4 separate regions of the Mus musculus genome follow, and regions 1, 2 and 4 are each linked to region 3. The links are chromatin contacts, called in public targeted proximity ligation maps. All regions are on one chromosome and are shown on one strand. The core of a region is the stretch at or near the end of the contact, and the rest is flanking DNA. Distances in the headings are between cores, read along the strand shown. Region 1 has its middle 31 kb from the start of Gm36419. Region 2 has its middle 12 kb from the start of Gm46659. Region 3 has its middle 66 kb from the start of Mir3970. Region 4 overlaps Sgms1 (sphingomyelin synthase 1).

Region 1 (3,211 bases), core at 430-2,929, 650 kb after region 3:
TAATAATAAGAGGTTCTCCCCCTCGTATGTATAGCCACAGGTTCTTGGCCTTTTCTGTGTGCAGCAGATCTTAAGTCCAATCAGAAAATATCTGGCCACTCCCGTGACACTTGTACCACAAGCTTCCAGCATAATCTGTTGCCTCCACCCATGTTTAGTAAGAATAAACTTTATAGACTGAAGGAGATATACAGCGTCTATAACAGTCAGATATTCTATCCTGAAGTGTCAGTGCTCCATGACATGTTGAAAAAGCTCTAAAGGAGCTCACCAAGTCTCCAGTGCTTCTGTTCTTTTACTGATACAAATTCCCAACCTCTCGACAGTGAGTTCTTAGGATTTGCTGTTCTGGACCTAGTGCAGAGTTGGCAAATTCAGGCAATGAAGCTAGCTGCAGAACCCTGGGGTTATGTGTGCTTTATATTTCTTAGTGGGTTTAAGCACTCTGCAGGCTATGTTGCTGTTCCACTTTATGAAGGAGGAGAATGAGGTACAGAGAGGTGAAGGAACTAAGTGAAGGACACCCCAAGATTTAAATGCAGAGTCCGGCTTCTCAGTCCATGCGCATCGTGGCTTTGACCCAGCCTCTATACAGGCAGTCCATTTTAAACATTTTAAGCAGAATAAAATGATCACCAGCTTGCAATCATTTATGGAAAAGTAATTCTGCATAAGCGAAGGAGGAGCTTAGGCAACTGTGCAAAACAGATCAGTTTTGAAGTCTTTGATGATTTATGTTTTCATAGACATCCAACCACAGGCATTCTCTCACACCTGAGGTATGTTTCCTGAGAGTCAGACCACTGGGGGAGCACACCATCTGTGTTTAACCATTTAAAGGACTGCCAAGCTGTTTCTCAAGGATGTTGAACAAGTTGACGACCCCATCAACCAGTGTAGGAAGATTCCAATTCTCTGTGGTCATACTCATCACTGTTGGCCTTTAAAAAAATTATGAATCTCCCAGTGATTGTGACGTGGTATCTTGTGGGGGTTTTCCCTTTGATTTTTTCCCCCTCCTGATTATCAAGGTTAAGTATCTTCTTGTGTGCTCCTTGGCCATTGGTACTGATTCTTGGGAGAGCTTTCTGTCACTATTTCTTACCTGTTTCAAGTTTTCCTCTTGTGGGAAAAGCTGTAGCGATGCCACCCATACCTCACCACAGTTTACAACCTCCAGGAAGTGGTAAACGGGGTTTGTAAAGCATGTGATCTTGGCATTATTAACATCTTAGTTTTCCGAGTTCATGACTTCAATAAAGACCCCAGGAATTCAAAGTTCATTGCAGATGGATTGGTCTTAGATCTAAGAGGGTTTATATATTCAAGATACCACTGAGCCTTTGGGGCTTTATTTCAGGGCTATAACTCAGGATGAGGGTCATTCACAGAATATCAGGTGAAAGATCTGAGGAGAGAAACAAGGAAATTGTGGAGCTCAGGGCCTTTGAAAACCACCAAATGTTAATCTACCGATATGGGTGGCCTTGATCTCTGAAAGTTCTGGGACATACCAGAGTCTTGGTTAAAGATGTCCATCAGCCACCCAGTCCTATCTCATGTTCCTAGATATATAGGTAGCAGGGCTGTGAATGAGGAAGCCATGAAGTGAGTTGGTTAAGCACTGAGGCCGTGCCAACTTCATAGCTTTGAACTCCACACTGGCTGTTGACTTGCAGCTTATGAATCCTGCCATTCACTTTACTGCTGTGAGCGTCAGGCAAGCTCTGGTGAGATAGAGAGGAGTTCACTGGAGTATAATGGGGATCATGGTAAAGGCTGGTTTCTAAGGGTGGAATTCATGCACTGTCAATCGTAACCTTGAAAATTCTTCAAGTTCAAAGGCAAGTACATTCCAAGTGTGCAGTTTGATGCAGACAATGCTAAACAGGGTTTCCTTGGATGCCGCTCCCTTGTTCATTATCCCCATTGCCTTCTTCTATGAACACTCTCACACCTCTGGCAGAAATAAAGTTTAGGCAGTCAGACCTTTGCCATCACTTTTCCAGTCTTGCTGAAGGTTTCAGTCCACAAGGGAGGTTGCTCTCACGTTTGGCTGTATCTGCTGTTCATCCCAGGCTCATCCGGTGACTCGTAGGGCAAGCTCACAACACTTTAACTCTTCCTCTTTTGTTTTAAGCACTCATGTAGGATTCTTGCAAGTTAGGTGTGCACATGCCGGTTCTCCTCTGTGAGATGCATAAACTATTTATGTGTCCTGTAAATCCTCGTCAAAGGCTTCTCAACATGTGCTCGTTATGCCCAAACACCCAAATCTAAGCTGCTTGGTTGACTGAGGTGGTAACCTCCAAGATTTCTCTTCTGAGAGAAGAGCAGAGTGCCCATGGGCAGCATCTAGTACGCAACTCTGCTTGCTCCTGTGTTGGCCTCGCCCACAGCCACTGTTTTGGAAGCCTTCCCAGATCTGCTCCACCTAGCCTAGCACTCGGTACACAGAGCCTGATAGTCAGGCCAGAGGTCAGCGGGTGGCTGGGAAAAGAGTTCATTTAAACCAAACTCCACCAGAGCTTCAGGGTCTACTCTCAGCAGTAGCAAGGGTGAGAGGCAAGAATATAGCATCTTCTTCCTTACTGTCTTCTGGAGCAGAGAGAGTAGGAAGATGCAGGCACCATCAGCCAGGAAGACCTGGGCATTTGGAGCTTCACTGGCAACACAAGGTGGCCATTAGTGTGGCTTGCTCATTGGGAAGCTCCTCATTGAAGAACTTCAACAAAGGGGAGAGCACTTTGCATTGGCTGAAGCAGAAAAGCCTTATTGGCATAAGAGTAAGAGACTGTGCCAGGACAGAGGGTTGGCTTAATGAGTAAAGGTGTCTGACTCACAAGCGTGGGGACCTAAGTTCTACCCCTAGAGCCTACATAATGATTGAAGGAGCAAACCAATTCCATCTAACCTCCAAACTTATGTCATGGTATACATGTGCACACAGGTCTGGGTGCCCATATGCGTGTATGCACTCGTGCGTGCACGTGTATATACACCCACCCACACACCCCACTAAGACTGTATCAGTTAACTATTTGTTATTAGAAAAGTGGTTAAGGCAATTATGGTATATCTTCATAATAGAATATCTGTTCTAATACTGGACAGATGCTGGGACATGCTGCCAGGTGGGGGAAAAAAAAGCAAGACACACGAAAGACAGACAGCGGAAGGAGGTTGTAGTGATAAGCAAATATCCTTGAGT
Region 2 (3,300 bases), core at 157-2,656, 760 kb after region 3:
ATCATTTTATTTGGCTGATGAATAATCCATGATCATAATTTTTCTAAAATTAAATCTGAATATATAGAGATTCAGAACACCTTAATGCCTAGTCTTATCACGTGGGTAAGTCTGTTTCATCAAAGTAAAACTCTAAAATTACCTCGATTCTTTATCCTAATTATCTAACATATCAATGGCTTCTTCTGCTAACAGTTTCATAATTCTTCCATAAAGAAATGTTAGGCTCTTTGCCCCATCTACTGCGAGGATGAAGACCATTCTCAGCAATCAGACTGTGGACATTCCAGAGAATGTCGAAATCACTCTGAAGGGGCGCACAGTCATTGTGAAGGGCCCCAGGGGGACTCTGCGGAGGGACTTCAATCACATCAACGTGGAGCTGAGTCTTCTTGGGAAGAAGAAGAAAAGGCTCCGGGTTGACAAATGGTGGGGTAACAGAAAGGAACTGGCCACCGTCAGGACCATCTGCAGTCATGTTCAGAACATGATCAAGGGTGTCACGCTGGGCTTCCAATACAAGATGCGGTCTGTGTACGCTCACTTCCCCATCAACGTCGTCATCCAGGAGAATGGCTCTTTGGTTGAAATCCGAAATTTCTTGGGTGAAAAATACATCCGCAGGGTTCGGATGAGGACAGGTGTGGCTTGTTCTGTCTCTCAAGCCCAGAAGGATGAGTTAATCCTTGAAGGAAATGACATTGAACTTGTTTCAAATTCAGCTGCCCTGATTCAGCAAGCCACAACAGTTAAAAACAAGGATATCAGGAAGTTTTTGGACGGCATCTATGTGTCTGAGAAGGGAACTGTGCAGCAGGCTGACGAGTGAGGAGGCCTCAGTTCCTGGCCCCAGAAACGAGATCCTGACCACATGAACAATTTGGGCTCTTTTGGGAGAATAAAAGACTTATATATTGAAAAAAAAAAAAAAAAAAAAGAAATGTTAGTAAAAATGTGTAGCATAAAGGCAAGTAAGAAAGCCTGATTGTTCTTGCCTGTAAGCTCAGTACTCAGGAGACGGAGGCAGGGGATTCACTGAGTTCAGAGTCAGCCTGAGCTACATAGTGAGACCCTATCTCAGAGCAACCACAGCAACAACAACAACAAAAAAAAACGAGTCAAACATAAAGACAAAGGAAAATACTATGTTTTGTGGGATGAATCCTCAGTGAGCATGTGCTGTGATATGAGCACAGCCACATCAAGGCTCTCAGTGCTTCACACCCACGGGGGTGGCAAAGCCTTCTTTGGGTCAGGCTTCAGTGGCAGAGCCTCCTGGTCCACGGATGTTAAGGAGGATTGACATTTAGCTAAAGTGGCATATGCAGAAACTATCACCCACAGCCTCTGATGACTGCAGCCTGAAACTGCTCCTCCTACTGAGATAAGCTGGCCCACATCCTCCCCATTCAGCTGTACATATAACCTCACCTCTTTGTTCAACCTTGTACTGTAAACCCACCTCCAGGATCAGCAGTGTGTGCGCGCATACACACACACACACACACACACACACACACACACACACACACACACACACACACATGAGCTGAATTCTTAGGCTGATGGTGTCTCTATTACAGCACATTGCCCAGCTAATCACAATCTTTATGTACACATGTATGCCCTTCATTCCCTTGTCACCTCAGTTGGGTCAGCCTCAAAGCCAGGCAGGTAGTTGTAATCCCACTCCCTACCCCCATTCCTGGGATTTAACCCAGGACATCACACATGCCGAGCAACTGCAGTACCACTGAGCTATAGCCCAGGCTCACTGGGGAAAAGCACTTGAATAGAAACATCTCAGAGGATGAAAACTTTGTTTCAGAAGAGTGAATGACAGAGTTATGAAAGCTTCATACAATTTGAATTTGTTAAATCTTAGCAAAGCCCCAGCTTACTCTGCATGCATTAAAAAAAATAGACTATAATCTGAATAGCTAGCTTCTGGGGTAAGAATAGATTTAAGTGACTATAGAAGACAGGCATTGCAGAGCAAGCATGTTGATAATGACTGGAGAGAGGGCGCAGTGCTTAAGAGTACATGTTACTCTTCCAGAAGACCTGAGTTTGAGTTCCTGCACCTATGTCAAGCATCTCACAGCCACCTGTAACCCAGCTCCAGGAGATCTGACAGCTCTGCCTCAGTGGGCACCTGACTCCTGTGCACATGAGCCCACTCCCCACAGGCACACACATATACTTAATTTCATTATAATAAAATAATCAAAAAAGCGTCCTCTAGAATAGAAATACTGGGAGTATCTTGGGGAAAAGTGTTTACTGCTCTAGTTGGTGGCATGAATGGTAGAGTGGGATCTAAAAGACGAGGTGGACTCAACTCATGCTTTATTCAGAGCATCGGACAAGTTATACTCTGAGAGTTAAGAAGAGTCACCTGAGTAAAGTGTGCAATCACGAGGGAAATATTTTTCCCATAGAGGCACAAGAATAACAACTAAAGCAAACTTGCTCCTATCTTTTACACCTGGGAGGAGCATGAAAACATAACCCAAGAACACTTCCATGTTCAGAAGAATCCGAGGTTACAAGACTTGTATTCTGATTTCTTGGAGTTTTCTCACAACCATTCAGAGATCTCACAAATCTCCATTCTTGGACTGTGTTCCAACAGAAAAGAAATAGAATATGGGACTTATTTATGTACTTATTTTCTCAAACAGTATGTTTTGAACATATTTTTTTCTCCTCTCCAAGTTTTTCCAGATTCTTCTCACATCTCCATCCACACAACGCCTGCCATTTTCTCCCTTTCCTCTCTCCCTCAAAAGAAAATAAACAGAATAGAAAATAGAAATCCAGTGAGGCAAAAGGAAGGGAGAGGGAGGGAGAAAGGAAGGAAAAAAAGAAAAAGAAAAAGCCACAGCAAAAACATGGAGTCCATTTTGTGTTGGCCAACAGCTCTTGGGCCTGGGCTACTCTGGAGGATGGTTGATATACCAGTGACTCTCCATTTGAACAAACCGATTTCCCCTCTCCCAGTAGATATCAAATGTGCACATTGTCTATCTCTGTGAGCATATCTGTCTTGCTGTGTCTGAAAGATGCTGTTTCCTTGGTCCCATCCACACTCTGGCTCCTACACTCTTTCTGCCTTCTCTTCCACATGGATCTTTGAGCCTTGAGGAGACAGGTGATAAAAATATCTCATTTGCTGGGTGGTGGTGGCGCACGCCTTTAATCCCAGCACTTGGGAGGCAGAGGCAGGTAGATTTCTGAGTTCGAGGCCAGCCTAGTCTTCAGAGTGAGTTCCAGGACAGCCAGGGCTACACAGAGAAA
Region 3 (3,011 bases), core at 144-2,643:
CTGCAAAAGGCTGATTATTTGGAGACATCATCACTAGCCAATCAGAGCTCAGCATTCCGGCTGGCTGGTAAGCCAATCAGATGCAAGCTCCAGGTCTTCTTTCAGTGTTGCTAGGGTTTCAGGTCTACTTCTAAAAACTGGCTTGCTTGCTGCTGGTTCATTCTGTCCTTCTCTCCCTCCATCCCCCCCCCCCCCCCCATCCCCTTGCTCTCCAAACCCTTCCCTTTCCCTCCTCCCCTCTTTTGGGTTTGGAGCAATTCCAAATGCTTAAGCCTTCCGGAAGTTTGGGTTATTATGAATAAGCAAGGTTTAACTGTGTATTTTTTCCCTTGAGAAACAGGACAGCTATTCCACATTCGATTTTGAAAGCATGTGTTTTAGCAGCTTAATGTCCCTTGGCTCCATAAAACAGAATTTCGTTGTGTTTAAGAGAATTTTTTTGGTGCAGAGTGACTTTTATTCAGATGACTAGAAGATAAACTGGCATAGAACTTGGCAGTGACGTGTCCTGTCACTTGAACCTCATTGGGCTAACACAGCGAATTCTAAGTATGTCAAAACTCATCCAGTTTAACTGATGATGGAAGATAATATCTGATAGCACCTCAGATATTAGTTCTATCTTGAACTTTCAGTGCTGGGATTAGTGGTGAAAATCACTGGTCAGTAGTGATGGGGACTCTCACTTTATTGCTAATGGGTATCCCTTCCATCACATCTGGCTCATCTGTGGACCCATGGGTCTTCTTTAAATGCTCTCTAGTAGGGCGTGTGAAGATGCCCTAAACACAAACTGGCTCTGTGCTCTGAAAGCTTAGGGGCGATGCCGGATTGAGAAGGAAAACAACAGCAACACAAGTTCTGTCTTTCTCATAACCTTTGCTACTGACTTAAAAACTGGAACAGCATAAGGATTCGCAGTGTAAAATGACCCAAGACAGGTGGCGCAAAGCCAGAAGTCTGTCAGAAGCAGCTTAGGAAAGCTTAATGATTCACAAAGGAGTCGCTGCCTTCAGGCTCTGACCTTTAGAACTAACCAGCTTTAAGCTTTTGGTTCTGGCCCTTCAAGTCACTTGTATCAAAGAAAAAGGTACTCCCTTAAAGACATTACCATCCATCCATTCAAAAAGAAAAAAAATAGAAGAGAAAAGGTGTCAGCACCAGCGACTCTGTTCTCAGATAACATGGTCTTAGTCCTAAAGACAGTATTAATTGCATTAATTGCTTAAATACATTTTTTTTTTTTGGTTAGCTTTTAGGGAAGGCCTTGGTGTTACTGCATATCCTGCAGGTGAAATGTATGAAATTTGGTTAACATGGTAACGGCTCTAAAAATACCTAGGCTACAGTTTAACCACAGAGTTTCCTCCTTAACGTAAAAGAGCCGCTGTCATGAGGTGTACGAAAGTGCAACAAAGGCGATCCGTCTGACTTCATGCAAGCAGCCTATTAAGACAAGCCTGGCGAGGACACTGTGCGGCCACTAGGCATCAAAGCAGGAATTAAAGTTTTGTGAGACCATCTGACAAAGCACAACCCAGCTGATCAAAACGGCTAAGCATTCTTTCCCTGTTTCTACCTCTTCTGCCCCCACCCACTGGCAACCAAGCAGGGTGTGGTGGGGGTTCAAACAGTCACTATAGCGTGACCACAGGGCCTCACCCAAGGAAAACCTGGGTCACAGAGACCCAAGCGGGTAAGGAGGCTGCAGCAGGCTCCCCAGCATTCTCTGCAGCAGGCTCATGTGGAGGGTGCAGGGAAGGGAAAATTGCTCACTTGAGGTTTTCCCCATGAGGCCCTTGCTTCACAAAACAAAGGGTGGCAGAGGGTGCGACCTTTCCCAGGATGGCTCTGCAGTTGCCCACGTCAGGCTCTTCTGAACTCCGAGTGTCCTTACAGGGTTAAGAGATTTCTTACAAAAATCAGGCTGTCGAGGTTGCATGGTTTGGTAAATGAAAACACTGACACCCATTTATACTAGAATTTCAGATAAACAATGAATAATTTATTTAGTAAAAGAATGTCTGGTGCAATATTTGGGATACTGAAGAAATCCATTGTTCATCTGAAATTCAGATCTGGGTGTTGTGTGTTCTCTCTGATAGCTCTAGTCAAATCCTTCCATCCTTCGTCCTTAACTTCTCACCTTCGAGTGCCCAAACAACATGCTCAACTGTACTTTTTGCTTCAGGTATTTAGCTTTGGCTTGTTCTGGCTTTGTTTGGTCTTGTTTCACCCTGCCTCTTAAACCTCCGCTCATTATACAGAGCCAGAGGTGAGGAGATGAAGTAGCAGCTGAGCTCCGTCTCACCTTTGTGTTATGGACTTTTAATGCATGTAATTTTTTTAATATTTCATTTTATGTGTATGACTTGCCTGCATGTGTGCCTGTGCAGCATGTATGTGTCTGGTGCCTGCCGGGGCCCGAGGAGGGCATCAGACCCCCTGGAACAGGAGTTGGGTGGTTGTAAGAGGTCTGGTCAGGCCTGGGAATAGAAGGTAGGTCCGCTGAAACAGCCATTGACCTTACCTACTGAGCCGTCTCTCCTGCCCAATGAATGGTCTTTTTGGAGGGGTATCGTCTCTGTGTAACCTTGGCTGTCCTGGAACTTGTCAGCTTGACCTCGAACTCACAGAGATGTGTTTGCCTCTGCCTCCCAAGTACTGGGATTAAAGGTGTGCATCAGCTTAGGCTGAGTGGTCTTTTTCATCATCGTAACATTCTGTGTGATATGCTACTTAGAGCCCACATGTTATGGATAAGGTTGCTGGGCTCAGAAAGAGTACATGACTCGACCAAGGTCATACAGTTAGCAAGTACCAAAGCCAAGGGAGAATGATGCTAAGCTGTTGACTCAGTTACCTAGTCCACAGCATCAGTCCTGTTTAAATGTGGCTTTAGTGGTTAATTCATGTTAGGTTCTCTTTTATAACAAATGGCTCGTGGCTCATAAGTGAACGACACAACTTGCCAGCTGGATTGGGACTGTTTTCCCTCAGCTTGGACTAAA
Region 4 (3,039 bases), core at 537-3,036, 850 kb after region 3:
AGAGCCCCATTGTGGGGGATGCCTTCCATGACCTAACTTCCTCTACTAAGCCACAGCTCTTAAAGAGCTCACCACTTCCCAGTGGCATCATAGTGTGGGACCTGACCTTCAAACATGGGCATCTGGGAGACAGCGGAGATCCAAACGTTAGTACCAACTAAGACCCATATAAATATTAGCCACTGTCCTTTGCAAGTCTGTTGATAGTCCCACAGTCGTTCTCTATTTCTTTTGAGGTGGGTGAGGTTTCATGTGCCAGCTTTGGTTGGCTTTTGTCCAGAGGATCTGCTGGAGGGCTGTGTAAGCCACTCCAGTGGCCTGGGCTTTCTCTATGTTGTTGGCTAACAAGGCAGGGCCAGGTTGTAGACAGAACAGATAAGTGCCTGAGACATCACTGAGCCAGGTGTAGTTAGTGTCTGTTGTTCTGAATGTCTTTCCTCAGCTCTCTGGAATGGAGTGGGTAGAAAACAAAAACAAAGCCCTAAGACGAGGAACATCCAAGAAGCAGGTCTCTTTGCTGGTTTTCTTTGCTGGTTAGACCTTTGGGCAGACCTACAGTGGGGATAGGGATTCCTTGAGGGCTAATCCCAGACCATGTGCTTCTGCCTTGACCCTGGGATGTGGATGTCTCCGTTCTCTTTTGGAGACAGGAAAGTGAGACACAAGTCATTTCCCTGAGGGGGAATGTCCTGAAGCAGTTCACGTTTGGGGGTCCTGACAGTTGGCAAAAACAAACAAACAAACAAACAGCCCAGACCAAACCAAACCAAACCAACCAAACCCCCAAACCCCAAAACAAAAACCAGTGGGTGCTGTTGGTGAGGAGCCAGTGTAGTTATGTCAGGCTGTCCCAAGCTGGGTGTTCCCATGACCTTGCGACCTTAGGTATTTATCTGTGTGAGCTCATGGGCCTCAAGTTTCAGCTTGTGCCAGCCTTGCCACCGAGCTTGCTTGTAACTCTTGTTGGGCCCAGCCCAGAGTTTCTAAAGCAGGTAGCTCGGGGAGCAGGTGGCAGCCAGTAGTGTGTTTGGATGCCCCCCACTGATCTGGGGATGTGCTTTGGGAAGCACCACCCAAAGCCATGTTGTAGCAGCCAGGGACCAACTGCTTCTACCTTCCTAGAAAGTGTCCTCATGGGGTCCTGTCCATGTGGGGTGGCAGATCAGCCTCTGAGCCATGGCATTGTGGTACCCCGCTCATCAGAGCTTGTGATATGGTCAAAAGCAGTGGTAAACTGTGGCGTCAACCATACCTGATCACGTAAGCATCCTCTGAGTGTGAGGTGCCACTGGCAGCCTGTTCAATCCTTCCCTTCCACATGCCCAGATTGCGTGGGGGGTGGGTGGGTGCGGGGGTGGGGGGTGCTTTCTGTCCACCATTTAGGCCCATGGGAAAATGAAGCACAGATAATTAAAGAGCCTAGCCTGGGTGTGAGAAGGGAGAAGACAGTTTTGGGTACTGGTTTAACTGTGTTTGTAGCAAGACAGAGCTTGGCACCTCTCAGAGAGAGGAGGTAAGAGGGCTACCATGTGGGCACACTGCTACTACTGAGTCTTCAGGAAGCACAAACAGCTGCAGTTATCACAGCAGGTTTGCTGCTCTGCAGCCGACACTGCTCTTCCCTGGTTGGCAGGGCCTACAGCTACAACTGGAAGGAGCAGCTTCTAGCTTGGAAAAGAGTTCTTGAAAGAGACATGTCTTCAGGTAATGTCATCACTACGTGGTGAGGCCAGGTCACAGCTGTGCACCAGCCCCCCTGGGACAGTGCTTGCTCGCTGCAGCTTCTCTGCATTTGGCACAGTGTGCAGAAGGGAGCTGATGACATAGGGTGGCAGCTTGTTGTGGGCGGAGCATAAGCGGTCTCGTGTGTGTGTGTGTGTGTGTGTGTGTGTGTGTGTGTGTGTGTGTGTGTGTGTATGTGTGGCAGGGAAGGGTGTCCAGGAGGGTGGGACGTACCAGTGGTCATTGGCAAGAAGGGCTGGTGGCCAGGACTGTGCTTCTCCATCACCTGGAGAATCACAGGAACCTTTCTGGGTCACTCCTTTGTTTGTACAGATGCAGCCAGACCAGTTCTTAAGAATGTAAACCTAGGCATGATTCCTGACTTGCCTTTCAGTTTAGGTGTTAGTGGTGGATTTGACTTTCAGTGGCTAGGCTTTTTCTCTTATCCCTACTGCCGCCGCCTCCTCCTCCTCCTCCTCCTCCTCCTCCTCCTCCTCCTCCTCCTCCTCCTCCTCCTCCTCCTCCTCCAGTGTCCTTACAAATGAGGGCAGGCTGAGCCTGTGTGCCGGCCAAGTGGCTGGGGAACCTTGGGCCTCTGCTCTTAGGCCTCTTTTGGAAGGGAAAATTTGGAACAGCTGAGTGTTGGCCATCTAGTCCCCTGATATCATAGCTCCCTCCCTGTGACTGGGGCAGGCCTGAACAGTGCAGCCCATGGATTTGCATTGGCAGTTGTTTACTATCCCTTTGATAGTGAAACTGTTTATTTGAGAACTGTTTTCCATGGCCCCATTTTGCTTTGCTCATGCCGAAGCCACTTGATAGAAAGAGCAGTTAGAGGTTGATTTTTCAGCTGTTCCCGGCTTACATTTTGCAAGGGCGTTATAAAAGGCCTCTGCAGGGAGCACCTATGGCTGTCAGCCAAAGCCGGGCTGCCCCAGTCACCTGAGAGGAAGGAGAGCAGGTGAGGGTGGCGATGGCAGGTGTGCCTGGCTGCTGGGTCACACTTCAGATGTGGGAACTGAACTTTGCCATCAGTGAGGGAAGTGGGGTCCCAGGAGACCTCTGGGTAACAGGAAGTCAGATAGCCGGGACACAGCAAGTAGTCTGGGTCTGAAAGCTGGCGGCGGGGGGGGGGGGGGGGGTGGGGGGTGGGGTGGGGTGACATAAAGAGCAGGGGGCTTGGACTTGTATCCTTTGGAGCTATCCACATGTGAGATAGAATATTAGCCACTGTGGTGTAAGAGTTGTGTGAAGACCCTTATCCACGCCCATGGGGTGTAACTGGGCATCCCACAGTTGTAAAGGTGGCTGGGGAAA

The links.
Region 1: a targeted proximity ligation map of memory CD8 T cells shows a contact between it and region 3, with 14 read pairs. A contact is called at or near these places in 1 of 484 Hi-C or Micro-C datasets (CD4 T cells) and 3 of 130 datasets of targeted methods (double positive thymocytes, memory CD8 T cells and pancreatic cancer cells).
Region 2: a contact with region 3 is called in a targeted proximity ligation map of T-cell acute lymphoblastic leukemia, with 6 times the contacts expected there. A contact is called at or near these places in 1 of 39 promoter capture datasets (cranial neural crest), 7 of 484 Hi-C or Micro-C datasets (the G1E-ER4 cell line, brain, cerebellar granule neurons and 4 more) and 2 of 130 datasets of targeted methods (T-cell acute lymphoblastic leukemia and stem cell-derived epiblast-like cells).
Region 4: a contact with region 3 is called in a targeted proximity ligation map of double positive thymocytes, with 4 times the contacts expected there. A contact is called at or near these places in 3 of 130 datasets of targeted methods (astrocytes, double positive thymocytes and pancreatic cancer cells).

The regions. Positions count from the first base shown.
Region 1 is chr19:32,572,664-32,575,874 of GRCm38.p6, reverse strand. No RefSeq gene overlaps it. Among named protein-coding and RNA genes, the nearest start is that of Gm36419, 31 kb to the right of the region's middle.
Region 2 is chr19:32,463,502-32,466,801 of GRCm38.p6, reverse strand. It overlaps the pseudogene Rpl9-ps6. Among named protein-coding and RNA genes, the nearest start is that of Gm46659, 12 kb to the left of the region's middle.
Region 3 is chr19:33,221,428-33,224,438 of GRCm38.p6, reverse strand. It overlaps the pseudogene Rnls. Among named protein-coding and RNA genes, the nearest start is that of Mir3970, 66 kb to the right of the region's middle.
Region 4 is chr19:32,376,683-32,379,721 of GRCm38.p6, reverse strand. All of the region lies in intron 1 of Sgms1 (sphingomyelin synthase 1), which reads left to right. Among named protein-coding and RNA genes, the nearest start is that of Sgms1, 10 kb to the left of the region's middle.